Linked DNA regions of Triticum aestivum: region 2 is linked to region 1. Evidence: chromatin contacts called from public Hi-C data. All regions are on one chromosome and are shown on one strand. The core of a region is the stretch at or near the end of the contact, and the rest is flanking DNA. Distances in the headings are between cores, read along the strand shown.

Evidence for each region. Hi-C and Micro-C count contacts between places; a contact is called where the count stands out from the background.
Region 2: a contact with region 1 is called in a Hi-C map of leaf, with 1.9 times the contacts expected there. The contact joins the promoter of LOC123091453 here to the promoter of LOC123091451 in region 1. A contact is called at or near these places in 4 of 5 Hi-C or Micro-C datasets (leaf and an unstated tissue).

What each region holds. Positions count from the first base shown.
Region 1 is chr4B:130,850,015-130,856,834 of IWGSC CS RefSeq v2.1, forward strand. LOC123091451 (F-box/LRR-repeat protein 4) reads right to left here and starts at 3,258. Exons shown (of 1, transcript XM_044512960.1): 1 at 1,375-3,258. The coding sequence starts at 3,258. The coding sequence ends at 1,615.
Region 2 is chr4B:131,025,703-131,032,522 of IWGSC CS RefSeq v2.1, forward strand. LOC123091453 (disease resistance protein RGA2) reads right to left here and starts at 4,048. Exons shown (of 4, transcript XM_044512964.1): 1 at 531-4,048; 2 at 52-398.

The DNA.
Region 1 (6,820 bases), core at 2,008-4,507:
CAAACTCACCAAAAACAATATAAATTAATCAAGTCAATGGAGTTGTTGCCAAAAATATTGGTAAAAATCAAACCTTTATACTATCTCAACTTGGTCTTCAGTAACACTAACACTTCGAATGTTGAATTGTGAAAATAAATCACTTTGACCACTGCCATCTTCTTGATTTATATAAAGAGCACTAGATCTAATAAATCAGCATAAAAGCCTGCATAGAATAAGATAGCAACTGAAATGGCTTAATCTGTGAAATTAATTCAAAATAATTTTCTCAACAGAAGGGAACACTTTGAACTGTTCTATCATCGTGTATCCATAACAGTAACCTGATTCCGAGGACATTCAAGCAAGACATCCCACAGTTCAAATTGAGTACCTAAATAAGCTTTAGCAAAATGATGCATGACTTCCAAAAGTATTTCAACATCAAAGGATAAGCCAAATAATCGAATATATGCCAGATGTGTACGTAAATAACTGAACTCAACATTGACCTCTGTAGCTAGAGAACATGCTATCAATAACACAGCAGTGAGATTGCAGTTTAGTTCAATTAGTTGTAAGTCTGTAACCATTTCATCCCATTAATGCAGAAGGCCAATGTAAAGCTAGCTGAGCATTGCTGAACTGATGCTTCTTGGGTGGTTCTTTTACCGAGGAGGTTATATCATGTACTCCCTCCGTTCCAAAATATAAGTTTTTGTAGGGATTCCACTACTTGGACTACATAAGGAGCAAAATGAATGAATCTACACTTAAAATGCATCTATATACATCCGTATATGGTTCATAGTGGAATCTCTACAAAGACTTATATTTAGGAACGGAGGGAGTAGAATAGAAGAGGTTAAGACCACAGCAAGAAATCTGACTTGCCTCATTTAGCTGAGACATGCTGATCTCACGATGAGTGAAACATACTATGATTATAAAACAAAACAAAATGCAGAACTACCGACTTCAATGAATCTACATCCGATGTTCTTCCCATCCATACCTGAACTTATGCTTATCCTGAGTACATCTTTGAATCAATATTCTGAAGCTATATGAGTACGAAGTAGTTTGAGAACATCAATATCTGAAACAATGAATGAATGTACTCCCTCCGTAAAGAAATATAAGAGCATCTAGATCACTAAAGAGTGATGTAAACGCTCTTATATTTCTTTACGGAGGGAGTAGTTTGAAAACATGTTCAGCATCTGATCTGTTTTTACGACTCCACCAAACTCACAAACCGGAATTATAACCCTAAAAAGTACTTGCAGAACAGGAGTGGCATCAAATTATTTGGTTGTAGCTTTATCTAAATAAATCATACAGCTCTTGCATAATTATACATTACTCACTAAAAATAAAGGGAAACTCATGTAATAATTCCAATTTTATTTCTTTGATTGACACATGTACAATAGCACAATTCTTGCTGCTCAATTTACATGCCAGGCAGCAAGAGGAGCTTTTTCATGACAAGTTCACAGTTAAGAAGATTTACACACATTCCCACCAGGGTATTATACAGAAGGAAAGCATTTTCCTTATTGAACATGCAGTATAAGATTCTTAAATCCCAGCTTCGATGAGTTTCATCTGAAGAAGATTTACCATACGTCAGAATGATCCTTCACAAGGCAATGGGCCAACCTCCATGCGTTTCGTCCGTGCAATCGCCTTCAGTTCCTCCGACACCAAGCTCTCCTCGATGACCAAATGGTTCAAACGGGCGGCTCGCTGTGCAAAGAGTTCGACACTGGCCCCTTTAATGGCAGGGCAGCGGGAGATGTCCACAACCTCCACTGTCTGCCCACAGTGCCTAAGCAATGAGAGTAGCGATTCACCGGTAATGCCGCGGCAACCCCTAAACCGGATGTCAATTAGATTCCGGCAAGATGATAGCATGGCTCCAATCTCCTTGTCCTTCAGGGTCTCGTTGTAAGACAGATCAAGCCGGCGGAGGTGGCGCATGCTCTGGCTGAGGAACGTGAGCAGCCCAGGCTCCCGTTCAACTACGTCGCAGCTCACCAGGGCGACTTCTTTGATGCCCGCCCCAATGGCCGTGCGCGCGAGAGAACGGAGCCCGTCCCCCGTGACGAGGACACAGCTTTGAAGGCGAAGCACGGCAAGACTGCCCCGGGTGTCGTGGCCTTGCTCTGCGCCAATTGCAAGGAGGTGGTCATTGTGCAGGTCGAGAGGCAGGCGGAGGTCCAAGGTATGCAGTGCCGCGCCGCGCCGACGGATGAACTGGAGAAGGGCCTCCCTGCTGCCGCCGTCATACACCAGGAGAGACTTGAGAGCACAGCACCGGTCAGCGGCGATGAGGAGGACGCGGTCGGCGACGGTTCGGCAAGCGCGGAGCTCAAGCTCGAGCAGGCCGGCGAGGCATCCTGAGAAGGCATTCGACGCGGGGCCATCTCCGATGCCGTCGCAAGCGCGCAGCTGCAGCCACCGTAGGCTCCCACAGCGCTGCCATAGCCACCCGAGTCCGTGGTCGCCGGAGCGGATGCCGCACAGCGACAGCCTCTCCAGAGGCAACGCCCCTACGGCGTCGCCCTCGCAGCTGGAGTCTTCATCGGAGCTGGAACCGGCCGAGTCAACGGCAGCAACGGCGGAGTTGACAAAGGCGAAGGATTTGAGGCAGGGCAAGCAGGCGAGCCAACGGAACGACAGGGGGCTGACGGCGGCGAGGTGGAGCGAGGTGAGGCCGGAGAGGGTGACGGAGACGTCGCGCAGTGCAGCGGGCGAGACGGGCGAACCGACCGAGAACCGCAGCGCCGTGAGCCTGGTGGCCGACGGCGAGGCGGACACCGCGAGCAGGAGCGCGTCGGCGTCGTGAGCGGCGGCCGAGGACGCGGAGACGACGGCCAGCGCGGATAGATACGGGTAGCGCGAGAGCAGGTCAGCCAGAGGACCCGCAGCCGCGGAGGCCGATGCTCCGGTGAAGGCCGGCGGCAGGCGGAGGGTGAGGCGGGACGTGGAGGCTCGGAGGAGCGCGACCCAGCGGCGGGAGACGAGGGAGACGGCCGGCCCGGCGGCGGGCGGGAGCAGGCGGAACACCTCCTGCAGCAGGTCGTCGCAGAGCGCGGCGTCCACGTCGCCGCATGCCCCGCCACCGCAGCCGGCGCGGCGGCCTCCGCCGCCGCGTCGGGGGCTTATTGGCGCCGTAGCCAGGGGGAGAACGCGGCCACGCCTCAGCTCATCGGCACGGCGTGCCCAGGTAAAATTTTCCCTCCAGGGGAATTGGGCTGCTCGGCGGCCTCAGGTGGGGATGGGGCTGGGGAAGGTGGGGAGGGGGGTCGCTCTTGTGTGGCCGCCCGCGAGATTAGGTGGGGAAGGAGGGAGATGCCGACAAGCGAGGTGGGGGTATCGTATCGTATCAACATCGGCGGCGTGAGCGTGCGTTGGCTATCCTTCCAAAATGGTTGTGGAGGCGGCTCCGATGGATAAATCACAGGATTCGAGGCTCCATGGAATGCTTTCGTCTCGGCGTTTTCTTTCTTTTTCATGAAACACTTTTTTAATTAGTGTTGCGTAAAGTAAGATTTTTGGGATGGCTTACAGTGATAATTTGTTTTGATCCTGCTGAAAAACAGAAACGTTTGCGCGTAGGAAAATAATTTTCATAATTTACAGAAGCGTGTTTTTGATCTGATTCTTTTTGCACAAGATTGGTACACAAATTACCCAGGCTATCCTAATTTTTAGAATATTTGGAGTTACAGAAGTATTCGAAGTTTTCAGATTGCTACAGACTGTTCCGTTTTTGACAGATTCTGTTTTCTATGTGTTGTTTGCTTATTTTGATGAATTTATGAGTAGTATCGGGGGTATGAACCATAGAAAAGTTGGAATGAGTAGATATTATATCAATATAAATAAAGAATGAGTTCACAACAGTATCAAAAGTGGTGATTATTTTCTTATACTAACGGAGCTTATGCGATTTTCTGTTGAGTTTTGTATTGTGAAGTTTTTAAGTTTTAGGTAAGGATTTGATGGACAATTGAATAAGAAAATGGCAAGAGCCTAAGCTTGGGGATGCTCAAGGCATCCCAAGGTAATATTCAAGGACAACCAAGAGCCTAAGCTTGGGGATGCCCCGGAAGGCAGTCCCTCTTTCGTCTTCGTCTATCGGTAACTCTACTTGAAGTTATATTTTTATTCATCACATGATATGTGTTTTGCTTGGAGCGTCTTGTATGATTTGAGTTTTTGCTTTTTAGTTTGTCACAATCATCCTTGCTGTACACATCTTTTGAGAGGGACATGCATGAATCATGATTTATTAGAATATTCTATGTGCTTTACTTATATTTTTTGAGCTAGACAATTTTGCTCTAGTGCTTCACTTATATCTTTTTAGAGCACGACGGTGGTTTTATTTTATATAAATTGTTGAACTCTTATGCTTCACATATATTATTTTGAAAGTCTTTTTAAATAGCATGGTAATTTGCTCTGGTTATAAATTTAGTCCTAATATGATAGTCATCCAAGAGGGGTATATTAAAAACTTTCATATAGAGTGCATTGAATACTATGAGAAATTTGATTTCTTATGATTGTTTTGAGATATAAAGATCATGATATTAGATTCATGCTAGTGAGTAATTATGAATTAGAGAAATACTTGTGTTGAGGTTTGTGATTCCCGTAGCATGCACGTATGGTGAACCGCTATGTAACGAAGTTGGAGCATGAGATATTTATTGATTGTCTTTCTTATGAGTGGCGGTCGAGGACGAGCGATGGTCTTTTCCTACCAATCTATCCTCCTAGGAGCATGTGTGTAGTACTTTGTTTCGATAACTAATAGATTTTTGCAATAAATATGTGAGTTTTTTATGACTAATGTAGAGTCCATGGATTATACTGTTGGGTTTCGTAGTAATTTCAAAAAATTTCCTACGCACACACAGGATCATGTGATGCATAGCAACGAGGGGAGAGTATTGTCTACGTACCCAACGCAGACCGACTGCGGAAGCGATGACACGACGTAGAGGAAGTAGTCGTACGTCTTCACGATCCAACCGATCAAGCACCGAAACTACGGCACCTCCGAGTTCGAGCACACGTTCAGCTCGATGACGATCCCCGGACTCCGATCCAGCAAAGTGTCGGGGAAGAGTTTCGTCAGCACGACGGCGTGGTGACGATCTTGATGAACTACAGCAGCAGGGCTTCGCCTAAACTCCGCTACACTATTATCGAGGAATATGGTGGCAGGGGGCACCGCACACGGCTAAGGAATAGATCACGTGGATCAACTTGTGTCAACTTGTGTGTCTTTGGGGTGCCTTTACCTCAGTATATAAAGGAGCCAAGGGGGAAGGGGGCGCCGGCCAAGAGAGAGAGGCGCAGGAGGAGTCCTACTCCTACCGGGAGTAGGACTCCCCCCCCCAATCCTATTCCAACTAGGATTCCCAAGGGGGAAAGAGGGAGAGGGGTGGCCGGCCACCTCTCCTAGTCCTAATAGGACTAGGGGAAGGGGGGAGGCGCGCAGCCCCCTTGGGCTGCCCCTTTCTCCTTTCCACTAAGGCCCATGATGGCCCATATGGCTCCCGGGGGGTTCCGGTAACCTCCCGGTAACCCGGTAAAATCCCGATTTTACCCGGAACACTTCCGATGTCCAAACATAGGCTTCCAATATATCAATCTTTATGTCTCGACCATTTCGAGACTCCTCGTCATGTCCGTGATCACATCCGGGACTCCGAACAACCTTCGGTACATCAAAATGCATAAACTCATAATATAATTGTCATCGTAACCTTAAGCGTGCGGACCCTACGGGTTCGAGAACAATGTAGACATGACCGAGACATGTCTCTGGTCAATAACCAATAGCGGGACCTGGATGCCCATATTGGCTCCTACATATTCTACGAAGATCTTTATCGGTCAGACCGCATAACAACATACGTTGTTCCCTTTGTCATCGGTATGTTACTTGCCCGAGATTCGATCGTCGGTATCCAATACCTAGTTCAATCTTGTTACCGGCAAGTCTCTTTACTCGTTCCGTAATACATCATCTCATAACTAACATATTAGTTGTAATGCTTGCAAGGCTTATGTGATGTGTATTACCGAGAGGGCCCAGAGATACCTCTCCGACAATCGGAGTGACAAATCCTAATCTCGAAATACGCCAACCCAACATCGACCATTGGAGACACCTGTAGTACTCCTTTATAATCACCCAGTTACGTTGTGACGTTTGGTAGTACCCAAAGTGTTCCTCCGGCAAACGGGAGTTGCATAATCTCATAGTCATAGGAACATGTATAAGTCATGAAGAAAGCAATAGCAACATACTAAACGATCGGGTGCTAAGCTAATGGAATGGGTCATGTCAATCAGATCATTCCGCTAATGATGTGACCTCGTTAATCAAATAACAACTCATTGTTCATGGTTAGGAAACATAACCATCTTTGATTAACGAGCTAGTCAAGTAGAGGCATACTAGTGACACTTTGTTTGTCTATGTATTCACACATGTATTATGTTTCTGGTAAATACAATTCTAGCATGAATAATAAATATTTATCATGATTATAAGGAAATAAATAATAACTTTATTATTGCCTCTAGGGCATATTTCCTTCAGTCTCCCACTTGCACTAGAGTCAATAATCTAGTTCACATCGCCATGTGATTTAACACTAATAATCATATCTGTATATGATTAACACCCATAGTTCACATCGTCATGTGACCAACACCCAAAGGGTTTACTAGAGTCAATAATCTAGTTCACATCGCTATGTGATTAATGCCCAAAGAGTACTAAGGTGTGATCATGTTTTGCTCG
Region 2 (6,820 bases), core at 2,798-5,297, 180 kb after region 1:
GGGCAAAGCTGCCTGTCTCAAGGAATAGAGCTGTTGCAAAGTGGAACTTACAAAACACAAGCGTAGGCCACACAGATTTCCTGGTTCCAGGCTGCCTCTTGCTACTGATCTGAATGTTTCTCCTGCCTTCCCGCCTGGCAATTCCAAAATGATCGTTTCCAGAAACTACCAACAGCAGGAAAATCTGGATGGAGTCCAACCATGTACAGCTTTTCACTGACTATTTCAGAACTTCAGATTACAAGTGCACAAATGGTGTGTTCCGGAGAGCTTTCAGCATTGTATAAGTTTTTTTTTCCTCTGGAGAGAGTCTGGATGATTCCACTGAGGTAACTAAATATTTTTTCCTGCACTATGCTGAGATGTCTTTATTACAGGACAAGCAAAGCTGGCAAAATCTGCACATTGTCAAGAGTAACATTGTGAATTTACTTGGTCATGGAATATTGTTGTGTTCGACCAGAAAAAGAAAAAGATGCCAAAGTACAACTGTAAGAGTGTAGACAATATGATGTAAAAGAAGAAATCACTTTAAAAAGGATCTTGGCAGCATGGTACTTTTCATCACAACCAGCAGTACAACTGCCTTCACAACCGGACATTAAGTATCATATGCCCCCACCACACCCTACAAGATTTCGTCATAGAGGGCTCAAATTAATTCCTTGAGAGTTGAGACTAACAGGAATGATTGTATGGCCCATTTTGTCAACGACGCGGGAGCCCAGCATGCTCAGGAAACATGCTCACTGACATCAAATGAGTTAAGGACGGCAGGTGGATACCTAATTATCATCATAATCATAGTTGGTAAGCACTGCTGCTGGACAAGGAAAGAAACTATTAATTAGACAACATGAATCAAATATTCAGTATTATATGCTAATACATTGATGGAATCAGCATTTGCCTAAATATATATAACACTTTTGCTCTTGAACTATTCAGTGGGAATAAGAATAAAGGTTTGAAACAAGTGGTGGAGGTCAGAGGGTTTAAGCTGATAATAGAGAGATTCTCAAACGACACTTGTCGGCATTTCACTGACGCAACGTGGCCTAACATCTTCAAAAATATGGGAAGGAAGAACAGTGGACAAAGATCACTAAGAATTCCACCAATAGAAGGCCTATGGGGTTCGGTGGTTGAGAGGAGCCCCTCACAGCAATTGCTGAAAACAAGAGCAGCAAAACAAACTGTTGCTTTCCGTTCTGTAGCATCAGCTTGGTGGTCTCCTAATCCCCAGCTAGGTAGCAAGTCACCTAAAGCATCATCCTTTGTCTATCGGTATGTTCCCTAATCCCGCATAAGATACACGGTACACGTACTTAACATGAATGCCAAAGGGAAGTACAAACGAAGACGCACTAGCACTGTACAGTATATGCTTGGTTTATCTGGACGAGAGGGAGGCAGAAGGTTCCGATGCCATTGATTAGACAAGCATGCTAGAATAACGTGGTTTGCCTGTGTGGCTGTGCGCTGTCCTCCTCTGAAGAACGAAACTTAATTCTAGTACAAGAAATTTGTCTTCCCACAAGGTAAACGAAAAATTTGAGATTAGCAAACACTAGAGGACATGCTAATTTCTGGTTTGATGCATCACTTACTAGTTGGCTAGCCTATCAGCTCACTAAGAACTGCCAGCCAAAACAAATTTCTCAAGGGGTCAGATATATTACAGCATGGTCCCATGAATGGCATACCTCATGCAGTTCAAAAATAAACCTCTGCAATATGCCTTACTCTCAAGATAGAATCCCACGGTCACGATAGAAGACAACCGATCTCTCCTCTAGGTAAACTACAACTCGAGGCCTGTGTACATTAAAGTAAAAATTCACTGTCAACTGAGGTCAATATATTGTTTGCATCCTACCACATAGACTTGCGTATGGTTAAATTCAGGTTAGAGTAAGCAATATATTACAGTCCAAGGGCGGCAATGCATGGTCAACTGATTTCTCTTTCAGATGACTGAGACATTACTGAAATATGAGCCTAGCTAGGCGGCCGGAAATTTCAACAATTATGGGAAATCATTGAACTTTGAAATTAGAAGGTAACAGCCACTAGTACTGTACAAATCTGTCACCATCAGCTGCATAATCTAAGGTGCCTAGCTATAGAAAACATAAGTACTGGCAAGTTGCTGCACGATAGATTCCTGTTAAACAAGCTTGGCAAGCTAAGGTTGGAGCTATTCTCCAGTCAAAAAGATTTAGATAAATCTGATTATTTTTAGTGAACAATAAATATGATTCGTTCCTGTTAATATGGACACTATGACTCACCACCCAGACCACGAATAATATTAGGGGAGACATGTCATGAAGGCTTAACCCTGGTTTTGCTAACAATTAGATGTTTGAATCGAATAAATTTGATGTCATTTATCAAAACAATATAAATGCTCGTATTCCAATCCTTCCCCATATTAGAGAAACAAAATGCTGAGAGAAAATTGTAACCGGCGGAATACATAATTAAAAGTCCATGACTATCATGTACTAACAAGCATGGTCTCCTCCAACTCTTAAACATGGAGACCACTAGAAGTCTAGAACCCCATATTAGAGACATGTAAGAGATAATTTTAGTCCTATTATTGAAATCGGAAGTACATTGAACTTTGAAATGGGAAGTTAACAGCCACTAGTACTGTGGAAACTTGTCACCATCACCTGCATAATCCAAGCTGCCTAACTATAGAAAACTAAAGTACTGGCAAGTTGGTGCAAGTGGGGTAAATTCCTGCTAAACAAGCTTGGCAAGCTAAGGTCGGAGTTATTCTCCAAAGTCAAGATATTCCAGATAAATCTAATTCGCTTCAGTTAACGTGGACCTTCTGACTCACGACTCAGACCAGGAAAAAATATTAGGGAAGGAGCGTCATGTAGGCACCATCCCGGAGCAAAGCTTACCCTGGTTTTGCTGACAATTACTCCCTCTGTAAAGAAATAATTACTCCCTCTGCTTTTGCTAACCAAAGCGTTTGAATCGAATAAAATTGACATCATTACTCGAAGCAAAATACATGCTCGTGTTCGAAGCCTTCGATTCCTTCCCCACCACTATTAGCAAAACAAAACGCTAACAGAATTAAAACCGACGGAATGCAAAATTACGAGTCCATGACTATCATGTGCTAATTAGCATTGTCTCCTTCAACTCTTAAACATGGAGACCGCTACAGCCCAACGCTCGACTCGTGTTCAGAGATAATTTTAGTCCTACTGCATCACCACCACATATGAACAGAATCTCATGACCAGTACAGTCTGTCTGCACTTGTCCTGCCATGACTACTCTCGAATGACTAAAATAAAAGCACTGTGGCTAGTATTAAGAAGAACCCCCTGATTATCGCATGCTAATTAGCACAGTTTCCTCGAACTGACACGCCAAGGTTATACACGGGAACCGCTAGAACCCAAAATCTAGGGACAGTGCATCATCACAGCAAAATATGAAACAGAATCCCAATGTAAGGGAATCCTTTGCGTCGGGTGTGGTGAACCGACACCCCAAACTTGTACGCGGGAATCGCTAGAATCCAACTGGCATGCTTTGCAACTGCGGTTGCACGACTTGATCGCGCGCGGATACAGAAGTACGCACGTATCTCTGCAATCTGCATCTTCCATGTGCGCACCGCGCCAGGCGCCACCATGTGAGTATGTGACGCAAAGCTCCGAGCGGAAGAGACGTCAGTGCGTGCGTGTACCTTCGGGTTCGGGGTGAGGTACCTTCCTGACCTACCTCGGGAGGGGTTGGTGGTCGGCTGACTCGGCGCCGCGTGGGAGGGAGAGGGGGGATAGGAATCGGAGCAGGCCGGAGATGGACGCGCGAGGGGTGGGAAGGGATTCCTTGGTCGTCCATTCTGCTTCACCGGCTCCGGCGCCACCGCGATGGACGGAGAGACAGTCGGGTGGTCGGCGGGGGTCGGCGGGGGATGGAGATGGTGACGCGCGCCGACGAGTGGAGGAGCCGAGAGAGATTTGTTGTTGTTTTTTTGAGAATGAGATTTTTTTTTGAGGGGCCAAGAGAGATGCTTACACGCGTCGGTGAGCTCAGGCGTGATGGGGATTCGCTGTTTTAGATGGGCCGTTGTATTAATTGCGACGGGGACCCCTTCGTTGGGCTGTTTTAGATGGGCCGGAGTATTTAGTTGCAAGTTCAACATAGGGAAATGGTGAACGGACACGGATTAGGAGCTCTAGCTCTCGGGCATGCACCCTATATGAACAGTAAAATAAAAAATACTAAAAAAATAAAAATATCCTGAAATTTCAGGGTATCAAACCTGGTCGACAGTGTACTCCCGAATCAAGTTTCATAAAGAAATGATATCCGTGGTATTCTCAGCAAAAAAGACAAAAAATAATTATATAAAAAACGTTTGAATAAATCGTAGGTTGAACTATATTTTCTTCACTAAGAGTACCACTTCGTACGTGAACAGAATGAATGACCATGTTTGATACCCCGAAATTTCAGATTTTTTTTATATTTCCTAGTTTTTTACTATTCATATAGGGTGCATGTTATTGGCACCCGAGAGCTTCTATGCGTTTTCGAGTGGTGAACTCAGCATACACACACTAGAGAACAATGGAAATGATTCAAAGTATTCAACCATTTCTTTTTAATTGGTTTATCAGGGCCTTAGGGCGTGTACAATTATGTTATCTTAGTAGTTTCACATAGAATAAGTAATGAGGTGAAGGAGAGAGAAACTAAAATAAAATTTATCTTCTCTTAATTAAGAGATGATCCCTTAGCATGGTGTCTTTTTTCAGGAAAACTTTTGATCTAGTCATCATATGCCATGACAGTACGAAGAACAGTAGAATTACCAAAAATTACATTCAAGTCCGAAGAGCACCTAGCTACGACTACAAGAATTGGAGCGAGCCCAGGCAGTGTTATCGTCATCATCCCTCCCTCATCGGAGTCGGGCAAAACCTTGTTGTAGTCGACTGCGCTAGACGCATCTCGCAGGCTAGGTGGGAAGGACCTTATTCCATCTTCAAGAAGGCGTCGTCGTCTCGTCTCCATGAGTAGGACACAAAACCCTAATCAAACTGAAAACTCTAATTTAAGAATGGAGCACGATCCCTCCCACCGGAAAGGGTCCGGGCTCACCGTGCCTTCGTGGCCCTAAAGCCATCGAAGACAAGGCGGACCGATGGCGGCGCCAACGAGAATATGTTGAACCCTAATCACCTTGTTTGCCTGGGAGCGCAAGACAAAGGGTATGCTAATTACTATAGATAAGACTAAGAGATGTTGAACTTGATATACATATACACTAGTGCATAACAAAAGCTAGTCATTGTGTCGGACTACAATGGGATTGCATGGAGTAGTTATTAAGGAGATCACTTAGCATTCTGAGTTTTTTCTTCGTCGGAATGTTCTCTTATCCATGAACGGCGTAATCATAATTACGAAGCTCACAACATTGCTAAGTATGCTAGTTCTTTGAGTGTGGGACGCCATGTGTGGCCTGGCGTTCCCTATGACAGTATATCAATCCCTGTAAAAAAAAGTGATTAATAAAGCTTAGTGATGTTGTCCCAAAAAAACTAGAGAAAAATGTACATGATTCAAAGTATTTAATCATTTATTTGAATTGGTTCATCACGGTCTTATGGCATGTACAATGATAATATCTTAGCGGTGCCGCGTAGAATAAATACTGAGGTGGGAGAGACAAACTAGAAGAAAAAGTTTACCTTTTCTTAATTAAGGGATGATCACTTAGAACGACATCACTTACCACATATTTAGCTATATCTAGTTACTAGAGATAAGAATAAGAGATAATTCATGGTATATTAGTTTTATTGTCATATCTAAATTAAATGGCAGGTCCCCGCAAAAAAATGTACATGGCAGAGATAAAATAAGAATGTCTTATAAACCATTGTATATACGATAATCCACTTCTGAGCTCAGGCACATCTGCACCCAAAACAAATACTAGAAAAATTCAAGAAATTCCAAGTTTTTGCACGGTAGATAATTTGATGTGTGAGGTCCACTCCAATTTTCAGATCATTTGGACATATGAGCTGCTCTCGGCAAAAAAGGCAAATTCAGGATCTTAAAAAAGTTTACTATTCATGCACTGTTTTGACCTGATTTGTCTTTTTTGCTGAGAGTAACTCAGATGTCCAAATGATCTGAAAATTGAAGCGAACCTCATAGAATAATTTTTCTACCATGCAAAAAAAATGTTTTTTTTATTTTTTTTTGTGATTTTTTTCTCTGGCCGGATGCAGATGAGCCTAGCCACAGAAGCGTTGCACTCTTGTATATGCCCTAAACATATGTACTCCCTCCATGCAGGTGCATAAGTCATCTTAGGTTGTACACCGTGATCAAGACAGGGGAAAACAAGAAAAATTAATGTTTATTTGCTAATTAATAACATTGCATTCAATGAATTGACCACTGCATGTCGTGTTAGTCTCAAGTCATTAAAAGCGTACACGTCGCACATCTCTTATTGGTTGATTCATTTATTTATATCAAGAAACGAGATGAGAGTTAATGCACCACGCCTAAGTGTTTTGAGATTATTTGGTTTTCTTAAGGTTTACACCTAGACGGAGGGAGAAGTTTTTTCTTCTTCACCATGACACAGACCTGCACTTGCCCACCATTAATGACGCCATTGGGCATTGACACCGATCTGATGATGAATTGATGATGAAGAGTCAAAGTCTGAGTCCATAGGACTTTTTCGTCGAGGTAAATACACTGATGGTGCTTAAACTTGCCACGGATGTGCACTTTAGTGCCTGAACTT